Linked DNA regions of Sus scrofa: region 1 is linked to region 2. The links are chromatin contacts, called in public Hi-C maps. All regions are on one chromosome and are shown on one strand. The core of a region is the stretch at or near the end of the contact, and the rest is flanking DNA. Distances in the headings are between cores, read along the strand shown. Region 1 holds the start of CDC26 (anaphase-promoting complex subunit CDC26). Region 2 holds the start of SLC31A1 (high-affinity copper uptake protein).

Region 1 (6,137 bases), core at 1,586-4,085, 38 kb before region 2:
GCAACCTTAACACTTATATAAACATACAATTGACATGAGACAATGAGAGTACAGAGTCCCTTTAACAAGTTAACTGGGCTTTCTATCCACAGTAAAACAGAAACACTATTTTAACAACTGCTAGAGCTACTCTCTAAACTAGTCTTAGTAGGAGTTTCCATTGTGGCAACACCAGATCCCCTAACCCACTGTGCCAGGCCAGGGATCGAACCCGCACCTCTGCAGCAACTGGAGGCACTGCAGTTGGATTCTTAACCCACTTTGCCACAGAGGGAACTCTGACTATAAGGCTTTTTGGATAATCCAGCAGCCCAGATACAAGCATTTGGATGAAAAATGAGAAGTATAGTAGTGATGCTGTTATGTTTAAAACAACATAAAAAGTTAAAAAAGTCACCAGAGCACATGTGTACAGAAAAAGAAAATGTGTGGGAGTATTAATAGAAATGACAGAATCCTATCTGCAGAGGTCTTTCTACACCTTTCAGTACGATTTGAATTTCTTATGACAAATATGAATAATTTTATTTTAAAAACAGTGGACCACTAGTTACTGACATCAAAAGATATCCTCAACAGTAAACAGAATGACAAATGCAGGTTACGAAATAATTTATCATGATTTCATTTATAGAAAAAAATCTTGTATTTCTGTAGCTTTATTAAATTCTTGGAATAATATAGACCTAATTAATAAGGATTATAGGCTTTTCTACCTCACACATTTCTAACTAATCTCTTTCAAAATAAAAACAGCTATTGCTTTTAATTGAAAGAGATATTTCATTTTGGGTGAAAAATAATTGGAAAACTGAACAAGTTAGAATATTATGAACCAGGGTAGTTCCAAACCAATGCCAGAACTATCCTAGATATCCATAAGATAAGTGGAATCAATCTGAATCCAAACACACACTGAATAAATTCCCAGTAAAATTATTAACAATTCAGGGAAGAAAACCTGTATAAAAGGTTTTAAGAAAAAAGGTTCTGGGAGTTCCCGTCGTGGCGCAGTGGTTAACGAATCTGACTAGGAATCATGAGGTTGCAGGTTCGATCCCTGGCCTTGCTTAGTGGGTTAATGATCCGGCGTTGCTGTGAGCTGTGGTGTAGGTTGCAGACGCAGCTTGGATCCCGAGTTGCTGTGGCTCTGGCATAGGCTGGCGGCTACGGCTCCGATTAGACCCCTAGCCTGGGAACCTCCCATATGCCGTGGGAGTGGCCCAAGAAATGGCAAAAAAGACAAAAAAAAAAAAGTTAAAAGAAAAAAGGCTCTGGGGTAATGTTAAATGGGTAGGCAGAAAGTATGGCCTTCGAAAGATGCAAATTTTTGTTTGTTTTTTTGTTTTTTTGCTTTGTTAGGGCCGCACTTGGGGCATTTGAAAGTTCCCAGGCCAGGGGTCAAACTGGAGCTGCAGCTGCCAGCCTACAACACAGTCACAGGCTCTTGGGATCTGAACCACGTCTGAGACCTACACCACAGCTCAAAGTAACAGTGGATCCTTTAATCCACATTTGAATGAGGTCAGGGATCCAACCTGCATCCTCTTGGATACAAGTTGGGTTCGTGTAACCCGGGAGCCACAATAGGAACACCAATAGATGCAAGTTTAATATGCGAAGTTTTCTGACACTATACTTGTGATATCTACGTTTAGGAAAGTAAATATTACAGAAATTTTGAGCACCCAAAGTAGAGATGGACTACAGTTTGCATCTTACCAGAGGTTATGTTAATATTCCCTGCTTCAATTCCTGCTTTAAGTCCTTCTTTTCCCAAAATCCCAGACTCTCCTTTGGCCAGCCGTTCCCTCTCCTTTTCTTCCAAACTTCCATAATAGATGTGTGGTTTCTTCACAACAGGAGCGACTAAGTCATCAGGTGCCTTAGTTTTGGTTGCCTGTTAAATCAAAGACCTGGATGAACCTAAAGCTTAATCTCAGCAATTTGCTAGCTTCCCAGAGGATGAAGCTTATCCAGAGCTTCAATCCTATTCCCTCCCCCAAAAAAGACAAGTTGGACACCAATTAAGATGTATCTTCCCTGATGGAGTGGGGCAGGGGGGAGTGTTCCAGTCTCTCAGTCACTTTAAGTTTTGCAGATAGGAAGAGATAGATAAAACTAGTGAATTTCTCTTGTGATTTTTCTATCAATGGTTTGCTTTGGAACATGTTTACTTCATTTGGTTGGAGGTGCAATCTCTTCTTGGGTTTTATGAAACTTTCAGGGCCACTGCTCATCACAGGAGATATCAAGAATAACTGAAATAACCAACGCCATGATAAAGGGGAACAAGTTATAAAGTTACCGGTCTATACAATTCAAACGTTTTCAGACGCGAGGTAGTAGATATGAAGTTAGGAGGCCTCATTATAATCAAGACTGACACTGTCGTAAATCTTGGCCAAAACCCTACTCCCTTTCAGAGCTCCGTTTCTGAACGAGACGGAAGAGGTATTTACATTTTAGGGTTGTTGTAGTAAGAGATGAAAATGACCTAAAACACACTCCGGTCACTCAAAGAAAAACGCTGCTCAGCTCTCTAAGACCAGACCGAGTCTGGCAGCCTTCCTCCTCAGTCCTCCACCGCCCGTTCCCTAACGGCTCTGTTCTGCACGGACCCCCCACCCCTCCGCCCTCCCTGCCCTGCCAGAGTGAGCCGAGATCCGTACCGTGGAGGAGGCTCGCGAGGAAGCCATGCTGGGCTCCGAGGCCGCGAAGCTTCAGCAAGAGGCGAGCCCTACGTTCCAGACCATCCACCGCGCGCCTAACAAAGCGGAATTACGTCCAGACCGGAAGTGGGCCGAGGGCCGAAGCCGCGTCCTGGGCGCCGTAGAGCATGATGGGAATCGTAGTAGGAAAGGCTCTGGGTGCGTTGAGCGTTGTGACACGTACAGCCTCTAAAAAGAGCACGCGGAGGACGAGGTTCTGCGAGGAGAGAGACTCAGAGCAACCTGGGAGGTGTAGTGCAGTTGACATAGCAGAAGATTCGGGGTGGGCGCTGAGGTTCCGGGAAAGGGCTGAAAAGAGGTAGGTGCTTCAAGTCGCGCGCCTCCGGACTGAACTCCGGGAGTGAAACGGCACCTTCCGGGGTCTGCTGCCGCTCCCGGCCCTGCGAAGAGCTTTAAGTCCTCCTAGAGTGGTGGACCATGTTGCCATGGAAACCTTTGCCCCGGACCCAGGAGTGCGGTCCTGTAGCCGCGAAAGGAGTGTGCTTTCCTCCGCTGTCGGGAAGTTCTCTCGGCAGCTTCTTTTGAGCTGGGTGGATTTTCGGTGCATTTGGGCAGTGGCGAAAGAATAAGCTCGAAGAGCCCTCTAGCGCCAGAGTAAAATAAAGAGCCAGCGGAGGAGCCATGGCCTGTGTTTGGTCTATATTACTCGGAGTGAGATGAAGAATGTCAGGCGTCAGGTAAACTGCGCGCAAGCAGCTCTGCACAGCCCTGTGTTGCCCTGGGTGTTGGGGCACCAGAGATCGACAAGACAAGGTTTTTGCTCCCGTATCGGGGGTGGAGATTTTTCAAAATTTATTGTTGTTTCCCGAGCTGGACAGAGCCTCCTACCCTCTCCAAGGGCAGTTACAATAATAATGGCTACATATTTGAGCGTTTACTAAATGCCAAGTTACGTACGTTACAGGCACTTATCTGCATCACGTCATTCAATCCATACAACACCTGAGTACAGATACAAGGGAAGAAGCTAAGATCTAGTGAAAGGCGAAGCTAATTGTCCAAAATCAGTGGCAACAGAATTTGAGTCTCTGCCCTTTGCCTCCAAAGCAAGCACTTTTACCCATTACACTATACTTCTTCATAGTGGTGAGCTTTTTACAGCTTGCGGGAAAGTTAGAATGTATCACAGTTGTTTTTTTCTTTTAAGCATTCTCTTGGAACTTTGGCTTCCTCTTGCCTTTGTCTACGTTGGAATCAAGATCCTATTTGATTTGGGAGTTCCTGTCGTGGCGCAGCAGAAACGAATCCGACTAGGAACCAGAGGTTGTGGGTTTGATCCCTGGCCTTGCTCAGTTGGATCCGGAGCTTAAGGATCCGGCATTAGGGTGAGCTGTGGTGTAGGTCGCAGACGCGGCTCGGATCTGGCATTGCTGTGGCCCTGGCGTAGGCCGGCAGCCACAGCTCTGATTAGACCCCTAGCCTGGGAATTTCCATATGCTGTGGGAGCGCCCTAAAAGGACAAAAAAAAAAAAAAAAAAAAATCGTATTTGATTTAGTACCAAAAAATTTGAAATGTAATGTGTCAGTGTTTTGTGTTGATAATATCATTTGTCTCAGTCCCAGGCTTCATGGGAGGAGGGGAAATTTTATCTTTTGTATACTTCACAGTCCCTAGCTACATCCTAGAAACATGTAATAATCATTTATGTTTGTACATACTTTTTTTTTGCTTTTTAGGGCCGCACCTGCGGCATATGGAGGTTCCCAGGCTAGGGGTCTAATCAGAGCTACAGCTGCCGGCCTGTACCACAGCTCACCACAACACCGGATCCTCAACCCTCTGAGTGAGGCCAGGGATGGAACCCTTAACCTCATGGTTCCCAGATAGATTCATTTCCACTGCGCCACGATGGGAACTGTACATACCTCATTTTATTTATTTATTTATTTTGTCTTTTGTCTTTATTGGGCTGCAGCAGTGGCATGTAGAGCCGAGTCTGCAATCTATACCACAGATCACAGCAATGCTGGATCCTCAACCCACTGAGTGGGGCCAGGGATCGAACCTGAAACCTCATGGTTCCTAGTTGGATTTGTTTCCGCTGCACCATGAGGGGAACTCCAGAACTATACATACTTTAAAGGAGGTTTCACTTACCTCATTCTCACTTTTTTTGTGTGGTCTTTTTTAGGGCCACACCTGAGGTATATGGAAGTTCCTAGACTAGGAGCCAAACTGGAGCTATAGCTGCCGGCCTACACCAAAACCATAGCAACACAGGATCCAAGCCCTGTCTGCAACCTATACCACAGCTCACGGCAATGCTGGATCCTTAACCCACTGAGCAAGGCCAGGGATCAAACCTGCATCCTCGTGGATACTAGTGGGATTCTTAACCTGATAAGTCTCAGCTAGAACTCCAAGGCTGAGACATTTGTTAATCAACTGAATAGCTTCAACTTTATCTGTAAAATAGGGTAATTTTGCCAGTGTCATAGTATTTCTGTGTTAAAAATGAGAATGTACAAGAAAAGCATAGCATGGTGCTCGAGAAAAGTTCATTTCACTTTTTGAATTTGAATATCTAAATTTATTCAGCAAAACATATACTGATTGGTTATTATAGACATTCTCTACAGGATGCTGTTGGGAATATAAAGATGATGCCATTGGAGTTTCCTTCGCGGCTCAGCGGTTAACAAATCTAACTAGGATCCATGAGGATGCGGGTTCCATCCCTGGCCTTGCTCAGTGGGTTAAGGATCCGGGGTTGCCATGAGTTGGGGTGTAGGTCGAAAATTCGGCTCAGATCCTGTGTTGCTGTGGCTGTGGTGTAGGCTAGAGGCTATAGCTCCGATTTGACCTCTGGCCTGGGAACCTCCATATGCTGCAGGTGCAGCCCTAAAAAGAAAAAAAAAATGATGCCCTCAACAGCTTTTAAACTCAGTTTAGGAGTTTCCTTCTAAAGAAAATCTTTTTTTTTGAGTTCCCGTCATGGCGCAGTGGTTAATAAATCCAACTAGGAACCATGAGGTTGCAGGTTCGATCCCTGGCCTTGCCAAGTGGGTTGGGGATCTGGCATTGCCGTGAGCTGTGGTGTAGGTTGCGGAAGAGGCTTGGATCCTGAGTTGCTGTGGCTGTGGTGTGGGCTGGCAGCTGCGGCTCTGATTCAACCCCTAGCCTGGGAACCTCCATATGCTGCAGGAGCGGCCCAAGAAATGGCAAAAGTCAAAAATAAAGAAAAGAAGAAAACCTTTTTTTTTTTTTTTTTTTTTAAGCATACAAATTACTTTGGATTTTCATATTCTAGGGTGTTCCCTTGGCCTCTGTGCATACTTGTTCTCTCTGCCTCGGATGCCCTTAAGCCCCTTTCTCTGCCTGCCCTTCACACATCAACTAAGACATCATCTCTACCAGGAAGTCTTGCACATCCCTCTTCACCCCACTGGACTGAGTGCTTATGT
Region 2 (6,237 bases), core at 2,770-5,269:
TGTTGCCCAAATCATGAAATGATATTACTTACTCAAAGCCGTGGAACTTCAAAAGCATTTCCGTCCCAGTGCCTAACTCTAAAGATGTCTTTTGGCATAAACTGCTCATTTTAATGTATTAAGAATCAGACTCTTGCTGACTTCTCACACTTAGTCACAAACTACAGAAAACTTTTTGATTTTTTTTAATGGGTCTATTATGCTTAAAGCTGCATGTGGGAGTTCAGGCACCAGTCAGCAACCTGCCCTTCCTCCTCCCTGCCTTTTTCCCCATAGTGCCTGGCTGGACAACTTTAAATGGCAGAGTTATCTGGGTGCTGCCTGGCCACTGACATATCTGATATCTTCCAGTAGTTGAAGTCATCTTGTGAGAGCTATGTCATCTTTTTCTCTTTTGCAACTTGGAAGGCGAGGAGAAGAATCAACAGCAGAGGCAAACTGGAGCAAGGAGAGAACAGACTTAAGGATCAAAGACTTGCACATATGGTATAAATGCTACCTTTTGAGAAGTCATTGAATTTGATTCACACGGTCTGGAATATTAATTTCTCATTTCAAAAATTTTATAATCCAAAGAAAAACTGGAATGAGATTTTTAATAGATGAATACTAGTGCCCTAAGTAATGTTTACCACACTTATCTCACTCGATTCTCACACCAACTCCACATCCTAAACCATTTGCTTTTGTGTCAATCATGGCATTTAGAATTAAGAAAATTCCATTTCCTACTGGGTTAAGTACAAACTTGTCAGGGTGGCCTTCAAAGTATTTGGCAAACATGGCCCTAGTCCTTGCAAACTATTGCACAGAACTCTAAAGCAATTCAAGTGATATTAGCTAGGATGGTCTCCAGTGTTGCTCATGGGAGCAAAATTCTGCTCTCCCTCTCAGTGAATTTGTGCTTATCAAGGTTATGGGGTGTTTATTTACAAACCAATTTACGCCAATCGCGTTTATTATAGTAAATATATAACTCAATAAAGTAACATAATACAATGAAATACAATAAGAGGAAAGCAGTTAATATTAACTGAGTACCTGCCAGGCACTGTTCTAAGTAGTGAATTAACTCATTCATATAACCTTCACAAGAATCCCAGGAAGTAGATACTATTATATTGTCCCTACTTTACAAAAGAGACTGAACATACCGAAGGCCTGTGCAACTCAAACGGCAGGACAACTTTGCTCCAGAGCTTAAGAATTTAACCACTGAGCTACACGCACTCTCATGAACTTGTCTATGAAAATGTAGTTGAAAGCTTAGGTAGATAAGTCGCACAGATGCCCTCACACTACAGTTAGAAGATCACTTAAACTGAAGCTCCAAGAAAAGGTTCATGTTAAGAGAATGTTCCTCCTGTGGCGCAGGTTGCAGCTTCAGCTCAACTGGAACCCTGGCCTGGGAACTTCCATATGCCATGGGTGCAGCCAAAAAAGGTCAAAGACGGTTTTTTTTTTTTGTGGGCTGGATCAACTTCCTTTGGAATGCAATCACTTCTCCTTGGAATCCTAGTTCAAAGTCCATTATCTAAATCACACTCTCCTCCAAACTAGGGTGGATCAACTTCCTTTGGAATCCAATCACTTCCACCTGGAATCCCTTAATTCAAAGTCCAAAGTATCTAACCCACTCTCCTCCAAACGGTACAGTGGATCAACTTCCTTTAGAATCCAATCATTTCCACTTGGAATCCCAAGTCCATTATCTAAATCTTCCAAATCATTAATTTCTACTTATGGGACTTAAATTGCCCTCAATCTGCCTCATCACTACCTTCCCCTTCCTCATACTGCCAATTAGAACCATTAACTGTGTTCCCAAAAGGGGATCTGGGCAGGCAGTGTTTCCAACACCAAAAAGGTTGATCCAGATTTTAGGAGTCCTGCCTATCTAACTCTCTGGATTAAAAACACCCCTCAAGGACAGAAAATAAGCCCTCAATGATTACTGGCATTAGCGTTGTTAAAAGTACAATTCAGATGTTTCAGTGCTGGAGTGACAATGACCAGTACTGTGGAGAGGGCTAAGAATGAACTATGTTGCTGCTGCAGCAACGTAGCTCATTTTTTTTTCTGAGGTAGCCAAGCTCACATTCTGAACAGAGCTACTACAAAGGGTTCCAGTTCCAGTGCTTAGACTCCAATTGCATCATTGCTTTAGCACTGTCAGACCTCACTGCTTTAACCATCTTGTAAAATAAACACAGGAAGTAGAGAACAACCCTAGTCCTCAGGTTAACAGAAGGATACTTGAACAAAAGTAAAACCTACGTATACTATTTCTAGCTACACTATTCCCCCCTACACCTTTCAATAGTAAAGCCTTCAGTTAATAAGAGACTAAGCAACCCAGACAGTTCACATCTAGTACAGCATTTTTCTGTGTGTGTGTGTGTCTTTTAGGGCTGCACCCACCGCATATGGAGGTTCCCTGGCTAGGGGTGCAATCGGTGTAGCCTACACCAGAGCCACAGCAACCTGGGATCTGAGCTGATACCTACACCACAGCTCACAGCAATGCCAGATCCTTAACCCACTGAGCAAGGCCAGGGACCAAACCCATGTCCTCATGGATGCTAACAAAGAATGAGAACCCTTGGAGTTCCCATCGTGGCTCAGTGGTTAACGAATCCCACTAGGAACCATGAGGTTGAGGGTTTGATCCCTGGCCTCACTCAGTGGGTTAAGGATCCGGTGTTGCTCTGAGCTGTGGTGGAGGTCGCAGACATGGTTCGGATCCAGTGTTGCTGTGGCTCTGGCATAGGCCAGCAGCTACAGCTCTGATTAGACCCCTAGCCTGGGAATCTCCATATACCCTAGAAAAGAGCAAAAAAGAATTACTGAGAACCCATTATGGGCAATAAGGCAGTGCTCTGTGACACAGGAGTCACCAAGATGAATAAAGTAACCATCCTTGAGCTTACAATTTAGTAGAAGCACACAAAACTACAACAAAAGTAGAACCAGGAAAGTGCCAAGAGGTTATGAAGTCTCTGGGAGGGGAAGTCACTTCACCTCTATTTCATGCAACAGATTACTAAAACATTCAGGTAAGGCACACTTATACTACTCTCATTGAGAGAAGCCCTGAGGAGATCAATGGGTCCTACAAAGGGTTATTATCTGCTTATCCACACCTTAGCTAAGCCAGGCCTACCTGGAGATTGTTCCAGGAGTTACACTAGGTTAACATATATAAGAAATGGTTATGATATACAGAGAGGGTGGAAACTGGAGGCAGGGAACTGATGTTAAGTCTGTGGCAAGAAACTAAGCAAAACCCAGACCAAGGTTGTGGCTGAGGATCTTCAGATTTTGAAGTTTCCTCCTTTCCATCACCCATCTCCATTGTGTTCTAGCTCTCCTGCTAGGTCTACTCTAGGGAGAGGACTTCTCTCCAAAAGCATGCCACAGTGTAGCAATAAACACTCCGAACGCGAACCCAGTGCTTCAGCCCTGATAAGGTCTAGACACCAAGCATCTAGCCCCAGCCTGCCCTTTACTCTGTGTGACCTCGGAATAGTCCACTAGTCAGCCAAGGGCTTAGTTCCTCCCTTACCTTACCTATAAATTCTGGGATTATGAGACTGCGATTGAATTTGATGACCAATCCAGCCAACACACGGAAGCACTGGATAAACAATCCGTTGAATAAACAGCGAGGTCAGCCACAGGGTACTAAGCGGTAGGGGCAATCAGGTCCCCCATTTTACAGACGGGGAAACTGAGTCACAGAACACCCTGCCCCAAGGTCACTCCAGCTAAGTCACTCTTACGGGCCTGGCCGAAAGCTCTGGTTTTCAGATCCAGTCCCCAGGCCCTTTCGCGGAGCTGAGCAGAGTGGCGCGAAGGTCCTTGCCCTAGAGGGGGAAGGACTGTGTGCTCGTGCTGCCAAATGTTGCAAGAAGGGCGAAAAAGGCCTTACCTCCCCAGATCGAGTGCCGCCACCGACGCTTCCCTCTCAGAGCCTCGATCCGCTTCTCTGTCAAGACTCTTCAGAAGACCCCTGCACTTCTGACGGCTCGACGTGTACAAGACCTCCACTTAAGTGCCGATTCCCGCCCTTATCCCGCCCCTACCCCGCCTCTTGTCTCGCCGGCCAATTGCCGCACGGGATTTCGGAGCGTCCGCGGATCAAGCCGCCTCTGAGTGAGCGAGAAGCTTTACGTCACGCGGCGTGCCTCCCACGCCTGGTCCCCTCCTTTGCCTTTGCTCCACCTCCTCAATAACCTAATCTTGCTGGCAAGAGTAACCGAGAGTTCGTCCTGCCGGAAAGCAGCACGCCCCTGCGGCAATTTACGACGTCGGCGGTGAAAGGCCCTGGAAATTCGCCGACCTCCTCCCTACAGCGGGGCGAAAGCCAGCGAGATGTTCGGTGCGAGCGACGAAGACGACACCGACTTCCTCTCGCCTAGCGGCGGGTGAGTGACAAAAGCGTGGGACAGAGGGCGTGGCTGAGAGAGCCTGGCGCACGGTTGGAGGGGTCTCTCTCTTATCAGATCTCTTCCCAACTTCCGGGTCCAGACGCTTGCCGCATTTCGGTGCTCCACAGGTCTCAGTCCCGACGGAGCGCGAAACTGCTGAGTCTGTCCACCGGGATTCTGGACCTGGCATCTCCCTGAAGGCGACCGTCGGGTTCGCTTTTTCCTTTCGGGGTCACAGTTTCTCCCGTGAAGTGGGGGTGATTGTTAATGAAAATACCCGTCTCAGAGTTTTTATGCCTCACCTGAGGCCGATATGAGACTTTTTTTCCGTAGATAAGGCGGTGGCACTTCAAAATTGGAGCTGGCGGGTCAGCTTCAGCATTCTTCAAGACCTAGCTTGGATGTCAGCTTTTTGTTGCTTTCCCTTCCCCACGGTCCCACGTGTGTCTGCCTTCATCTTTGCACACCGAACCGACTAGAGTATGAGCCCTGATAGGACAAGGCCTGCTCACGTTGTCCATCTCTGTCCAGTGCTCAGCACAGCCCCTTTCACAGGGGGTGCTTATTGAGTGTATAAGAGGTGTGAAATTGCATTCTAAACCTTAAAACCAATGTAATAAACTGCAATTGCTGTTCTCTGTCCCCAGCCATTATATATACCAGGCTGGGGTACAGGTCTTCAAGTGGCAGGACTTTGTCTCTTCCAGTAATTACTTAAGCATTTTCTCCTTTCTTTCATGTCAGTAGACAGCTTGACTACTTTCAGACTTGTGAGCTGTCAAGTTCTGATCCTTGCAGAGCCTGTCTTTGAATATATCTAGCCAATTTAAGAAGGTATTGGAGAGTGATGAATGCACCAGTATATACTTCTTGTTCTACTAAACGCTTAGGGGTTAGGTTACAAGATGATTAAGCTGCTCTGCCTGCTCTCAGCTTCCTTCTGGTCCTGGGGGTATGTTCAATATATGGTTGGGAGTTCCCATTGTGGCTCAGCAGTAAGGAACCCGACTAGCATCCATGAGAACCCGGGTTCCATCTCTTTCCCGCTCAGTGGGTTAAGGATCTGGCATTGCTGTGAGCTGTGGATGTGGCTCAGGTCCCAGGTTGCTGTGACTGGTGTAGGCCGGCAGTTGCAGCTTCAACTGACCCCTAGCCTGGGAACTTCCATATGCTGCAGGGTGTGGGAAAAAGACAAAAAAAAAAAAAAAAAAAAAAAAAAAGATTAATCATGAAATGATTAATGGTCTCTTTTGGTCTTAATAAGGATATTTAGACTTATACTATGACCCCTCTACATTAGCCATCCTAAGTCCTCTTTTCATTCTCACCTTCCCGTTCCACCCCTACCCTCACTTAGGGTAGCCTACAGCCACTACAGTTCCATTTTGAGTTCTTTCAGTTGCTTGTTTATTTTGGAGTTAAGCAATGCTTTGGTTCCTTTTTTTCCCTACTCCACCCAAAAACATTGACTAAAATTGCCATGTAGTCCAGCCATTTGCTGTTGACTGTGTAGTCAGCCTTTGGAATTAGTGCTTTTTCATCCAAACCTGTCTTGTAAATGGCCTGCCTTTTGAATATTTACAAGATGCACTTTCAATGCATTCTCCACTAGGTGCAAGCATTTGAGGGCAGTCTGTAAATGAATGTTAGATCTCCCATCTTGCATGCAACAAGCAGTACATTGCTGACTGAAAATTCCTGCCTAGATAATGACAATCATGTGCTCTTCTCCAGCTTCCCGGCCTGAGATAAGTTCTTGGTGGCTCAGCTATGCTGCTTTCCTGTGCAGGCTGCTCAAGGAGCTAAG

What was found. Hi-C and Micro-C count contacts between places; a contact is called where the count stands out from the background.
Region 1: a contact with region 2 is called in a Hi-C map of skeletal muscle, with 3 times the contacts expected there. The contact joins the promoter of CDC26 here to the promoter of SLC31A1 in region 2. A contact is called at or near these places in 1 of 5 promoter capture datasets (liver), 8 of 47 Hi-C or Micro-C datasets (brain, fibroblasts, heart right ventricle and 2 more) and 2 of 2 datasets of contacts at active chromatin or transcription factors (alveolar macrophages and skeletal muscle).

What each region holds. Positions count from the first base shown.
Region 1 is chr1:253,903,357-253,909,493 of Sscrofa11.1, reverse strand. CDC26 (anaphase-promoting complex subunit CDC26) reads left to right here and starts at 2,835. Exons shown (of 4, transcript XM_021067696.1): 1 at 2,835-3,030. It overlaps PRPF4 (U4/U6 small nuclear ribonucleoprotein Prp4), which reads right to left and starts at 2,763. Exons shown (of 14, transcript XM_005660339.3): 1 at 2,673-2,763; 2 at 1,723-1,900.
Region 2 is chr1:253,866,171-253,872,407 of Sscrofa11.1, reverse strand. It overlaps SLC31A1 (high-affinity copper uptake protein), which reads right to left and starts at 4,019. Exons shown (of 5, transcript NM_214100.3): 1 at 3,932-4,019. FKBP15 (FK506-binding protein 15) reads left to right here and starts at 4,223. Exons shown (of 30, transcript XM_021067627.1): 1 at 4,223-4,427. The coding sequence starts at 4,375.